Linked DNA regions of Sus scrofa: regions 1 and 2 are each linked to region 3. Evidence: chromatin contacts called from public HiChIP or PLAC-seq data. All regions are on one chromosome and are shown on one strand. The core of a region is the stretch at or near the end of the contact, and the rest is flanking DNA. Distances in the headings are between cores, read along the strand shown.

Region 1 (3,893 bases), core at 187-2,686, 100 kb before region 3:
CCCCATAACTTAACTCACTAACACAGATGGTAATGCAGTCTTATGGTAAAACACCTGATGATGCTGCAGAGTTTTGTATATTCTGGAATGCTAGGTCTCTCACTTTTGAGGTGTAGTTAATTTACAATGCTTACAATGTTGTATTAGTTTCAAGTGTACAAAGTACTCATATATGTATATGTATATAAATATATATACATTTAGATACTCATTCTTTTTCAGAGGCTTTTCTGTTAGAGGGTATTACAGGATGATGAGGGTTGTTCTCAGTGCTCTGCAGTAGGACCTGTTTTGTAGATAGGAGTGTGTATCTCATTTTTATGAAGAGCTCATACTCCTAGCTCCTGTCCCAGCATTCTGACCCAGAAATTCAGGGTACAGACTTCTCTCTCAGGAAAGTCTCTGTCTTTTCAGGCTTCTTGTTTATTTTCATCTTCTCAAATGAGGACTGTTTTGACCCATAGCTGGGGGTGGGGGTGGTGTGTATGTGTCGGGGGTGCTTTTGGAGGGGTGAGTACCAGTTCTCTAAGAATTGAAATGCTCTTGTCTTTACGAAGCAAAAACATTTCATCATGTTTTGCTTTTGTTTTTATCACGGTAAAAGCACCCAGCATGAGACTTACCCTCTTCACAAATGTTTAGGTGCACAGTGCAGTATGATTTAGTGTAGGCATCCATTGTGGGTTTTTTTTTTTTTTTCCTTTTTAGGGCCACACCCATGCACATGGAAGTTCCCAGGCCAGGGGTTGAATTGGAGCTACAGTTGCCAGCCTATACCAGAGCCACAGCACCTTGGGATCTGAGCCTCGCCTGCGACCTACACCACAGCTCAAGGCAACACCAGACCCTGATCCACTGAGCAAGGCCAGAGAACCCACATCCTCATGGATACTAGTTGGATTCGTTTCCGCTGTGCCACAACGGGAACTTCCCATGGTGTTTTTCATCCACTTAAAATTATGTGTTAAGTGGATGGATCCTAGCAGTTTCCATTCTTCCCTTTGCTCTCCTAGGCCTAAAAAAGCCAGAAAATATTCCACTTTGAGTTTTCTTTATTTAGGTTCTGAACTTCAGGAAAACTGTGAGTCATCTTTCTAAAAATTTAGTAAAATTTTATGAATAGGTAGTACATTCATCTAGTTCATATTTGAAAAGGGCACAAAAATAATGACAAAGAAAAGTCTAGATACCACCTCTGTCCCCCAGTTTCTCTCCTTGGAGGAGCCAGTGTTAGCAGTTCTTTGCATATCCTTCCAGAAATATTCTGTGCATATAAAAGGAAATATGTGCTTCTTCCTTTTTTACACAAATGGTGGCACACTAGATATACTGCCTGCATCTTGTTTTTTATCCGTAGTAATCTAAGTCACAGTTACTCAGTTAACCTCATTCACCCAGAAGGTCTTAAGGTTTTCAGTACCAGAAGCCTTTAGGAACAGGAAACACTCAGTGGTGTTTTTGAGGTTTTACTTCTCTCAGAGTCACCCTGGGCAGTGACTTGGAGAAGGAGGAGGTTGTTAAAATCACCAGCCTTTTTCACTTCCTCTCTAAAAAACAGTCCTCACCAACAGTTTTGGTCTCCATCGGGCAGGGTGAGAAATAGGTTTTCATTGGCCTCACTTGCAGTCTGTAGCTTGAAGGTAAGTTAAAGCAAGTACAGTGTCTTGCTTCTTTAAACAACTCTCGCATGTGCTCTGTGTCCAGTGACATCGATCTCGTGGTGTTTGGGAAGTGGGAGAACCTCCCCCTTTGGACCTTGGAAGAAGCTCTTCGGAAGCATAAGGTTGCAGATGAAGATTCGGTGAAAGTTCTAGACAAAGCAACTGTAAGTCTTCAGCATTTCATCTTAAACTCTCTTGTTTCTTATGCATGAAATTTGTAGAATTAAAATTTAATTTTGGTAAGCACAGATTGTTTTTCCTTTTGTTAATGATCACAGTGCTTTGACATAAAAAGTTATATTTGTGCGACAAATGAATGATCCTGGTTATACATTTCTTGAAAAAAAATATTACACAATTTTATCATACACAATACTCACTGTAGCTTTTTTTTTTTTTTTTAATATGAAGAGTATAAATAGTTCTCACTGTGGCACAACAGGATTGGCAGTGTCTGCAGCGCCAGGATGCAGGTTCGATCCCTGGCCTGGCACAGTGGGTTAAAGGATCCAGCATTGCTGCAGCTGTGGCATGGGTCACAAGTGTAGCTTGAATCTGGTCTCTGGCCTGGGAACTCCATGTGCCATGGGGTGGCCAAAAAAAAAAAAAAAAAGTGACCATCTAATAGAAAGTTTATAGTTACGCAGAAGATAACTATAGATGTTACTTTTCTATTCTGTCATATTTTGTGTCCTTGAAAAATTGAGTGTAATTGAAATTTTGTAAATCAAGTTATATTTTAACTAATGGAATGGACATTAAAGAATTTTTCTGGAAAGAGTTCCCTCGTGGCTCAGTGGGTTAAGGATGCAGCATTGTCACTGCTGTGGCTTTGGTTACAGCTGTGACGTGGGTTTCATCCCTGCCTAAGAACGTCCACATGCCATGGTGCGGCCAAAAAAAAAAAAAGAATTTTCACAGAAGCTTATTTTGGAAATAATGTATCTTTTAAAAGTTTGGATTTTTTTTTTTTTTTTTTTTGGTCTTTTTAGGGCTGCACCTGTGGCATATGGAGGTTCCCAGGCTAGGGGTCCCATCAGAGCTGTAGCTGCTGGCCTACACCACAGTTCACGGCAGTGCCCGATCCTCAACCCATTAAGCGAGTCCAGGGATTGAACCAGGGTCCTCGTGGATGCTCATTTGTTAACCACCGAGCCACAATGGGAACACCTGGATTTTTGCTTACTAGGTTTTATGAGAGCAAAACAACTTTTTTTTTTTAATTAAAAGAAAGATTTATTAAAAGCTGTTAATTTGGAAACCCAGTTTTATGCACAGTTTGCTGGCCTGAGTTTTCTAATGACTGGTGCAAATAACCTTTTTGTTTGTTTTGAAGAATTCCTGATATTGCGTATAAGCTCTTCTATCATTTTTCATTTAAGAATAATTTTTACATTTTAAGTTCTCTTGTTAGGTTGTTGCTTGGGCCATTTGCAAAAGTGACCAGCAGTGCCAGTGAGTCATTGTGTGCGACTTAATCTGTCGATCAGTTTTCTTACTGGAAACAGTTCATTGCTATCGGCTGACGTTTGTTATTCGTGATCTTCTTGAGTTGGAAACTGTTTTGCAAAGGAGATAACGTTGAGAATGGTTTTTGTTATCTGATTTCAAAATTCTCAATCAGTGGAAATTACAGACTACATTGCGTGAAGTTAAATGCTAAATATGTAACATAAATTATCTAGGATTGTCTGGAAGGCCAAGTCAGCTATGGTACCGAGTGTTGAGAACACTCAGTGTTCTTACATTGTCATGGGAGGTCAGGACCTCAAGTCTGGTAACCTTGTGTCCTCTGATTTTGACCCTTAATTTGGTTAGAGTATTTAAATATTTTACCTTTCTTCTTTTTCTAGGTACCTATTATTAAATTAACAGATTCTTTTACCGAAGTGAAAGTTGATATCAGCTTTAATGTACAAAATGGTGTGAGAGCAGCTGACCTCATCAAAGATTTTACCAAGGTCAGAGAAATTTCTAGTGTTTATTCAGTGAAACAACTGGCAATGGAGTTGGGTTTTGAGATTCTCGTGTGGTGTTCTGATATACCTGGCTAAACTATTTTTGCATGTGTACTGCTGACAAATGCTTCTTTTCTGTGCAGTGGCTTTACTTGCCTTGAATCTGCTTGTAATAATCAGTAATTTATAATGCGGCCTCAGGGAAGAATTCAGGTCGCGGAAGCTGTTGAAGAACTTCTCTGCTGTAGCTCCTTTCGCTTCGGGGAGATAAGGA
Region 2 (3,616 bases), core at 968-3,467, 71 kb before region 3:
TTCCCCCCCCCCAATTCTTATTCTTTTTTCTTTTTAGGTGCACCTATGACAGATGGAGGTTCCCAGGATAGTGGTCAAAACAGAGCTACAGCTGCCAGCCTATGCCACGGCCACAACAACGGGGATCCTAGCCTTGTCTGTGACCTACACCACAGCTCACGGCAGCACCAGATCCTTAACCCACCGAGTGAGGCCAGGGATTGAACCCACTTCCTCATGGATAACCAGTTGTGTTCATTTCTGTGGAGGTCTCACAATGGGAACTCCATGCGGGTTTTTTCATACCGCATATTTGTAGACCCATCCCAGGAGCAGAATCTCGGAGAGAAGGATCCAGCTGCATTTGGAGACCGGTGCCCTCGGGCCTTGCTCCCCAGGCTGCCCTGAGGACCAGCAGCATGGGCATCACCTGGGAGTTGGGTGGAAGGTAAAACTCCTGGTAGCCACGCCAGAGCTGCTGCATAGAAACTCGAGGTGGGGCCCAGCAGTGTGTGTTTTTTCACCAGGCCTCGGGGTGATCCAGCGGTGATCTGGCTACAGTTTGAGAGTCACTGAGGACTGAGTATGGGATGGGGCGACTGCCACTGAGGTGACCACAGCACTCATGGGGCCATCCTGGCAATGAATGGCAGGCACTGATGCAAGCATCCTGCCTCACTCTCTCCAGCTCTGCTTTCTGGTCTGCTGCCAAGAGGCTTGGTCATAGAGTTGCACCAAGATGACACATACATGACAGGGTGGGAAGTCATAGCATCGCTCCCCCCCCACCCCCCACAAAGGGCTGAAGGCTTCTAGTGCACTGTGTGGAGAGACCAGCAGAGAGGGAAAGAGCTGAGCTGCAAGCCAGAGCCGGGCCATCCCTTGCCCAGGGCAAAATGTCCCTCTCCTGGGCTGACCTGGGCCAGCAGAACACACTGTCACCGTCACTGCCACAGGGCAGAGGCACCTGCTGTTCTTGAGGCCTTGGGGCAAACAGGTGGGTCTCCTCAGCTTCTGGGTGGTTGAGTGGGAGGAGCTGCAGGAGGTAGGCGGGGCACAGTTCCCAAGGCAGCTCTGTTAAGGGTTAGGTGTGCCCACCCACTGGAGGCTGCAGTGCTTTCTTTCTCTCCTTTCCTTCTCTCCTTCCTTCCTTTCTTCCGCTTTTTATTGCCCAATCTTTGGCATATGGAGGTTCCAGCCTAGGGGTCGAATTGGTGCTACAGCTGCCCGTCTACACCACAGCCACAGCAACGCCAGATCCGAGCTGTGCCTGTGATCTACACCACAGCTCACAGCAATGCCGGATCCTTAACCCAGTGAGTGAGGCCAGGGGTGGAACCTGCGGCCTCAAGGATACTAATCGGGTTTGTTATTGCTGAGCCACGAAGGTAACTTTCTGCAGTGCTTTGCATTTCCAGTGGAGGCAAGTTCCAGCTACTGGGGAGACCTTCCCCTGTGAGCCCTCGGAAGCACCAGTGACCTTGCCAGGGCTCCAGCTTGGAGGGCCAAGGGCTACCATCCAGATGCCCAGAGGCTGTGGGAACCCAGAGGAGGTGCCTAACCAGTCTCTGGGAGACCAGAGAGGGCTTGCTGCTGACTCCAGAAGTCTCAGCTGGATCTTTCCATCTGGGATGGAAATTAGATTTTCACCTTCCAGCAAACCCATCACCGGATTCCTCCTGATAGTTCCGAAGTAGGTGGCCTCTGTGTTGGGTTCTAGTGCCCCTGCGTGGTCATGCTGTGACATATCCAGGGTCTCTTCCCCCTGGGGTAAGCTGCCACCCGGCTCAGGATTCCAAGTAGACCAGAGCTCATCTATCTGCTTGTCGTCAGATCACCTGGAGGCTCGTTAAACTGCTGATTCCCGGGAATCGTTGCTGAGCAGCTCTGGCTGGGGCCTCTGAGGTTAGACCTGACAAGTGGGTATAACAGATGCTCACGTGGTTCCTCTCAACAAAGTGGGATTGCCTGGATGCCACCGTGGGCATGAGGGAATTTTGGACAGGTAGGGAAGGAAAAACTCATGAGAGTCTATGAGTTGAAAGCCCTCCTGGTCTTGATTACTCCTTCAGTCCGCTTCCTTTGTCCCTCCCAGCGGTGACTCAGAGGAGGGCTTTCTAGCTCTCCCAGCCTGGGTGCCTCGGAAACAGGACAGACTTTTTTTTTTTTTCTTTTTTTTTTTCTGCCAGCTCTGGGGCCCCACCCTGGGTTGTAGGCAGCGGTGAGCGGCATCAGGACGAGGTGACACCTACTTTCTGAGGTGGGCTGGTCTTCCTGGTGCCAGAGAAGAAAGCCAATAGACCCAACTGGCAGCAGGTGCCTGGGTGGCTCTCCCCCGCCCCCCGCCCCTCTAGGAGTTTAAGGCCGGAATGAGACAGTAGGTTTCGACCAAAGTTTCCTTCAACTTGCCAGGAGGGCACTAGATCCTTCTAGAAACAGGCGTTCCTGGTGGGGATGGGGTGGGAACCAGGAGCAGAAACAGCTGAGAGTTTGCTAGAAAGTGTTGCCCTCTGGGGTGGGGCTGCACCTGGCGCGTCCAAACACGTGCGTGACTTTGAGGAAGAAAACGTGTTTTGAAAACGTCCTGTTTCCTGCTCAGGCTCCGAGGGGGCCTGGCCGATCGCTTCCACGCGCGCGGGGCGGCGGGCGGCGGCGGCGGCGGCGGCGGTGGGATGTTTGTGCGTTTGCAGCCTTTTCTGCTGAAAACCGGGCAGGGCGGTGGCACACGGGGCCCCAAAGGGGCCGGAGCGTCGGGGTCGCCCGCCTTCCCGGCCGCGGGGCCCGGGGCCCGGGGCCCGGGCGGCCAGCGGGGGCGCCTGTGGCCGCTCCGCCGCCCCCGCCCGCGCAGCTGGATCCCGCCCGCGGCCGCGCGGCCACTCGGGCGGCGGCTGCGGCGGCCGGAGCGGGAACGGAGCAGCGGCGGCAGGTGAGCGCGGGCGCGGGCGGCCCCGGCGGGGAGAGGCGCGGCCGGCGGGCGGAGGGGGCTGGCGCCGCGGCTCGGGCCCCGGGGATACGCCGATCGGCCGGGCTCCAGATCCCCGCGAGGCGGGGCGCCGGCGTGGGGGCATCTGCGGCTTCCGCGCCTCGCGCCCGGCGGCCGGCACCCGGGAGGAGGGCTAGGTGTGGGCCGGGACGGCTGCAGCCGGGCCCGTGGCTCGGCCTGCCTTCCCTGGCCTTTGGATCGCGGGAGAGGCGCGCGGCCGGCCAACTCCCCGGACCGGCGGGCCGCCCACTCCCCCTTTCCCGGTCTTGCTCTTTCTCTGGCCCAGGCTTGGGCTGGGTTTTGTCCCCTCCCTCAGGTACTGCGGGGAGATGCTTCTCGACAGGACCCCACCTGGCAGGAACTGGGGGCCCAACCCCACTCTCCAGGTGGCAAGACTGAGACCTCACGTGGGACCTGGCTCTGGGTCCCCCCGGGCCCAGCACCCTTGGACCACTCTGAGGGACCGCCCGTTGGCTTAGGATGGTAAAGAGGGGTGGTTTGTCCGGTTTTCCGAACTCGCGCGAGGCAGGGGCCCCTGGACAGGCCATGTAGTCTTTAAAGTAAAAAATAACTCAAAGGGAGAAGCCTGCCTTAAGGGCAAGACCAGTGGTTGGGGCTGGAAGCAGTCTAGTCACAGGCAGCAGTGAGCGGACC
Region 3 (3,895 bases), core at 197-2,696:
GCTTTATCATTTACGCTTTTTAGCTTATTCTCTATTTAAATATTTCTTATAAAGAATGAAATACAGCAGTTCTGTTATGGCTCAGCAGGTTAAGGATCTGGCATCGTCACTACTGTGGCTCTGGTTATAGCTGTGGAATGGGTTTGATCCCCGGCCCGTGAAGTTCTGCATGCTATGGGCCAAAAACAATAACAATGAAACAAGAAATAAAGAATAAAATACAATAAAAAAATATAATCACCTCCATTTCTTTTGCTGTGTCAAGTGTCCTAGGCTGGCCTTCCTCTTCAGGTGATGACTATAAGGAGAAAGAAAAACACTTTATTAAAAGATATATACAAGGAAAATAGAAAAATATCAAGAATTTCATGGCAAGATAAAAGGAATAAGAACATGATTAAAATATAATTTTTAAAACAAAAATGAATTAGATATAATTATTTGCATTTTGAGAATACTGTGTGAGGAGTTCCTGTCGTGGTGCAGCAGAAACGAATCCGACTAGGAACCATGAGATTGCGGGTTTGATCCCCCTGGCCTTGCTCAGTGGGTTAAGGATCCGGCGTTGCCATGAGCTGTGGGTCTGGCTTTGCTGTGGCTCTGGCATAGGCTGGAGGCTACAGCTCCGATTGGACCCCTAGCCTGGGAACCTCCATATGCCGAGGATGCAGCCCTAGAAGAGACAAAAGGACAAAAAACGAACTGTGACACAGTGGGTTAAGGATCCAACTGCAGTGGAAGTGAGGGTTTGAACCCCAGCCCAGCTTAGTGAGAGTTAAGGTCAGTGGGTTGAGGATCTGGCGCTGTCATAGCTGTGGCTCGGATTTGATCCCTGGCCCAGGAACTTCCATTTGCTGCAGGTGTGGCAAATATATATATATTTAGTTCTCACTGAACCTCAGGTGCTGACTCAGCTCTGCTGACGGGTAACCAAATGACAGGTACAGTGAGGGCAGAGGACAAGACAAATACAGTCAGAGCCACGAGGAAGAGTTATGACCCAGAGGAGACAGGGTTCATCTAATTACAGTGACAAGGACATTCTGGAGATGAACTCTCCTCCATACCAGAAGGAACATTTTCTGGTTCTAATCTTTGAGCCAAGTCTCTGAATTATCCCAGATAGTTTAAAGTATTAATAAAAGACAGCAGTGAGAAAGCTTTTTACTTTTTCACTTAAGGCTCTGCCACTGCTGTTACTGCATAATAAGGAAAAAGACATTCCCTATCATTTTAGTCGACTCAGTTTCAAGTGAGTAAGACTTCCTTTTTTTGTTAGGGTACATAACATGAGCTGACTTCTTGAGTTATAACCCCCATTTCTGATTCCTACGTTCTCAAGATGAGGCGATAATGACAATCTTCTGGCCTCACAGATCCTAGTGGCCGAGTTACTCGTTTCCGTTCATTGTCCTCCACCCATGGTCTCCACCCGGGCTGGGCTGTCTTTTCAGCGGAATGGAGTCCAGCTGTCACAGTGGTTAATCCCATGGTTTCATAACAGTGATGACTAACACTTGAGAGCCAATGACAAATCACCCTGTTTCTTGAGCAGCATTCTTACCGTCTCGGACTCTTGCAGGGTTCTAGAATGTCCTCCTTTTGTTAAAACATCCAGTAAACTATCTGCCATAACGTATGGATAATCTTGGCATGTGGCCAAAAACTCATGGATGCTGAAAAAAGAGTGTTAGGAAAGTCACTTTCACATAAATCACCTCCACTGGCGTAATCTCCCTGTTACAGCCCGCTGTTTCACCAGACACCCTGGGTTCACACACCACGGTGTGACACCTTCCACCTAGGCACAGCACTACTGACGTATTTACCAGGGATCAGGACGGAATTAAACAATATCAAGAACACGGTGAAAAGGAGATGCTCCTGTGGAAACCTTCAAGGAAAAACAAGACCTCGGTGAGGACGGGGTCCCGGGCTCAGTCAGCAGGGCTCTTTGCTCCTCCCTTCACTGCCTCCCTCAGGCGACTGCAGTCACTCACGACTCTCATGTGTACTGAAACCTCTCAAAGTTACACCTCTGGTTTGGACTGTACTTTTTGGACAGCTCCATGGGGAGCTCTAATGGGCTTCTCAAAACGTCCAAAATTGAGTTGCTCAATCTAAAATCTTCCCCTTGTCAGTAAACAGCAATGTCATCTTTCTAGGCTCTGTCTAAAACCGTGGAGTCCTGGACTTCTCACTCTCATGCCCCATTTCGACCAGTCAAGAGACCCGACTGGCTGACCACTGGCCCTTTCTCAGCACCTCAGCTGCCACCTCCACGGTCCATTTCTCACTTGGATCTTGACAGCAGCTCCCGTTTCCTCCCTTACCACCCGCAATCTGTTTTCCACACCGCAGCCACAGCGATCCTTTTACAATGATAAGCCAGATTCAGTAACTACCCTGCTCAAAATCCACCAATATTTTCCCATTTCACTTAGAATAAGACTCCAAGTCCTTGCAAAGATCTACCTATACTCTTTCTGCCCCTGACCGCTCTTCTTGTTCTTTAAAGGTATAGGGCAGGTTCCCACCTCAGGGCCTTTGCACAGTTATTCCACTGGCCAGAACGCTCTTCTTTTGGAAGACAGCTATGTTTGCTTCTTTAGTTTTTGCTCCAAGTTCACTTAGCAAAGCCTTCCCTGACTATCCTATTTAAAGCTGCACCCCTCTCTCAATCCTAGCCACTATCTTCCTTTGTGTTTTTACTTTTCTTCAAAACCCCTGTCATCATCTGATGACAGCATTGTTCCCCCGTGGAAACCCCCAGCATCTAGAAGAATTGCCTGGAACATAAGGAACATGCAATGCCTATTTGTAGAATGCGTGTATGAATAATCCAGAAGGAACTTGTTCAAGCTGGTGAGAAGAGGTCTAAAGGATACAAATACCTTGATCTTAAACCAGAGTCAGTCTCTGACTTAAGGACCTCTGCCCTGTAAAAACACTGCCACCACCACCACCATACATGTATAAAAGTGAACAATCCCCTCTTTGTCAGAAAGACCAAGAGATTGGCTAATCTATGGAGTAAATTCTTACACATAATGAAGTTAACAAGGTTCCAATGCCAAGAAGGAATAACCCAAGCTCAGTGTCCCACCCCGAGCCAGAATCCCAGTAAACCAGGACAAAATCTCATTAAGTTGATGGGATGCAAAGTACTCAGTACCCTACACAACACGGAAAGTGATCTTCCCACAGAAACATGGAATAAGGGACGGCTGAGTGCAGCTGCGATTGTTACGGCTGCCTTAGGAATCGAACCATGTCCCCCTCTGATCCTGGGGAAAATATGCTGCGGCTTCCCAAACCGATCAAGTTTGGAACAACTCACTGCCACACAAAAATGTTACAGAAGAACAAGTGGCACATCAACATTGTGAAGCAACAAGCTCCTGAACTTTAGCAAGCTGAGGTAGATAGCATCTTTAAAGATATTTTTGCAAGAATTAAAGTACTGCACATACCACCATCAGAAAATACTAGGGAGATACATTCTCTTTTTAAAGTATTTAGTTTCCACTAAAGAATGATGATAACTACAGGTCTATTTAATTAATGTCAATTAAAAAAACTGCTAGACACATTTTCTACCATTTGAATAACTGTGTTGATAGATTACTTATATGTATCTCTATTTTAGGACAATGTAGCACTCAGAATACTGATGAACTGGTGGCTCACCTGAAATCATTTGGGAGATCAGAGTCTTCTCCATAGGTTGAATAGATTAAATCAGAATCGTCCTTGCTGATATTTGCAAATGTGGAGTCGTAATGTGGCGCATAAGAACTGTAGGGTCCATAATTCAAGTATAACACTGTTGATTAAAAAAACAACAAAAATTACAATACTATGCTTTAACTTGTATGTCATTCTATTTTTTTTA

The links. HiChIP or PLAC-seq counts read pairs in DNA pulled down with a chosen protein or histone mark.
Region 1: a contact with region 3 is called in an H3K27ac HiChIP or PLAC-seq map of alveolar macrophages. The contact joins two enhancer-like sites. A contact is called at or near these places in 6 of 47 Hi-C or Micro-C datasets (embryonic fibroblasts, epiblast stem cells, fetal skeletal muscle and 3 more) and 2 of 2 datasets of contacts at active chromatin or transcription factors (alveolar macrophages and skeletal muscle).
Region 2: a contact with region 3 is called in an H3K27ac HiChIP or PLAC-seq map of skeletal muscle. The contact joins the promoter of ADCY7 here to the enhancer-like site in region 3. A contact is called at or near these places in 1 of 5 promoter capture datasets (liver), 3 of 47 Hi-C or Micro-C datasets (blood, liver and skeletal muscle) and 2 of 2 datasets of contacts at active chromatin or transcription factors (alveolar macrophages and skeletal muscle).

Annotation. Positions count from the first base shown.
Region 1 is chr6:34,615,549-34,619,441 of Sscrofa11.1, reverse strand. It overlaps PAPD5 (non-canonical poly(A) RNA polymerase PAPD5), which reads left to right. Exons shown (of 12, transcript XM_021094215.1): 4 at 1,705-1,825; 5 at 3,515-3,622. Among named protein-coding and RNA genes, the nearest start is that of ADCY7, 31 kb to the right of the region's middle. Within about 2 kb of position 1,436, at least 8 of the 83 cell types and tissues checked have an H3K27ac peak or open chromatin away from gene starts, as enhancers often do. A contact at or near this core is called in alveolar macrophages, where this site is marked.
Region 2 is chr6:34,584,985-34,588,600 of Sscrofa11.1, reverse strand. ADCY7 (adenylate cyclase type 7) reads left to right here and starts at 2,217. Exons shown (of 26, transcript XM_021094204.1): 1 at 2,217-2,239.
Region 3 is chr6:34,512,947-34,516,841 of Sscrofa11.1, reverse strand. BRD7 (bromodomain-containing protein 7) reads right to left here. Exons shown (of 16, transcript XM_021094214.1): 10 at 3,691-3,826; 11 at 1,565-1,676; 12 at 242-298. Among named protein-coding and RNA genes, the nearest start is that of BRD7, 37 kb to the right of the region's middle. Within about 2 kb of position 1,446, at least 21 of the 83 cell types and tissues checked have an H3K27ac peak or open chromatin away from gene starts, as enhancers often do. A contact at or near this core is called in alveolar macrophages and skeletal muscle, where this site is marked.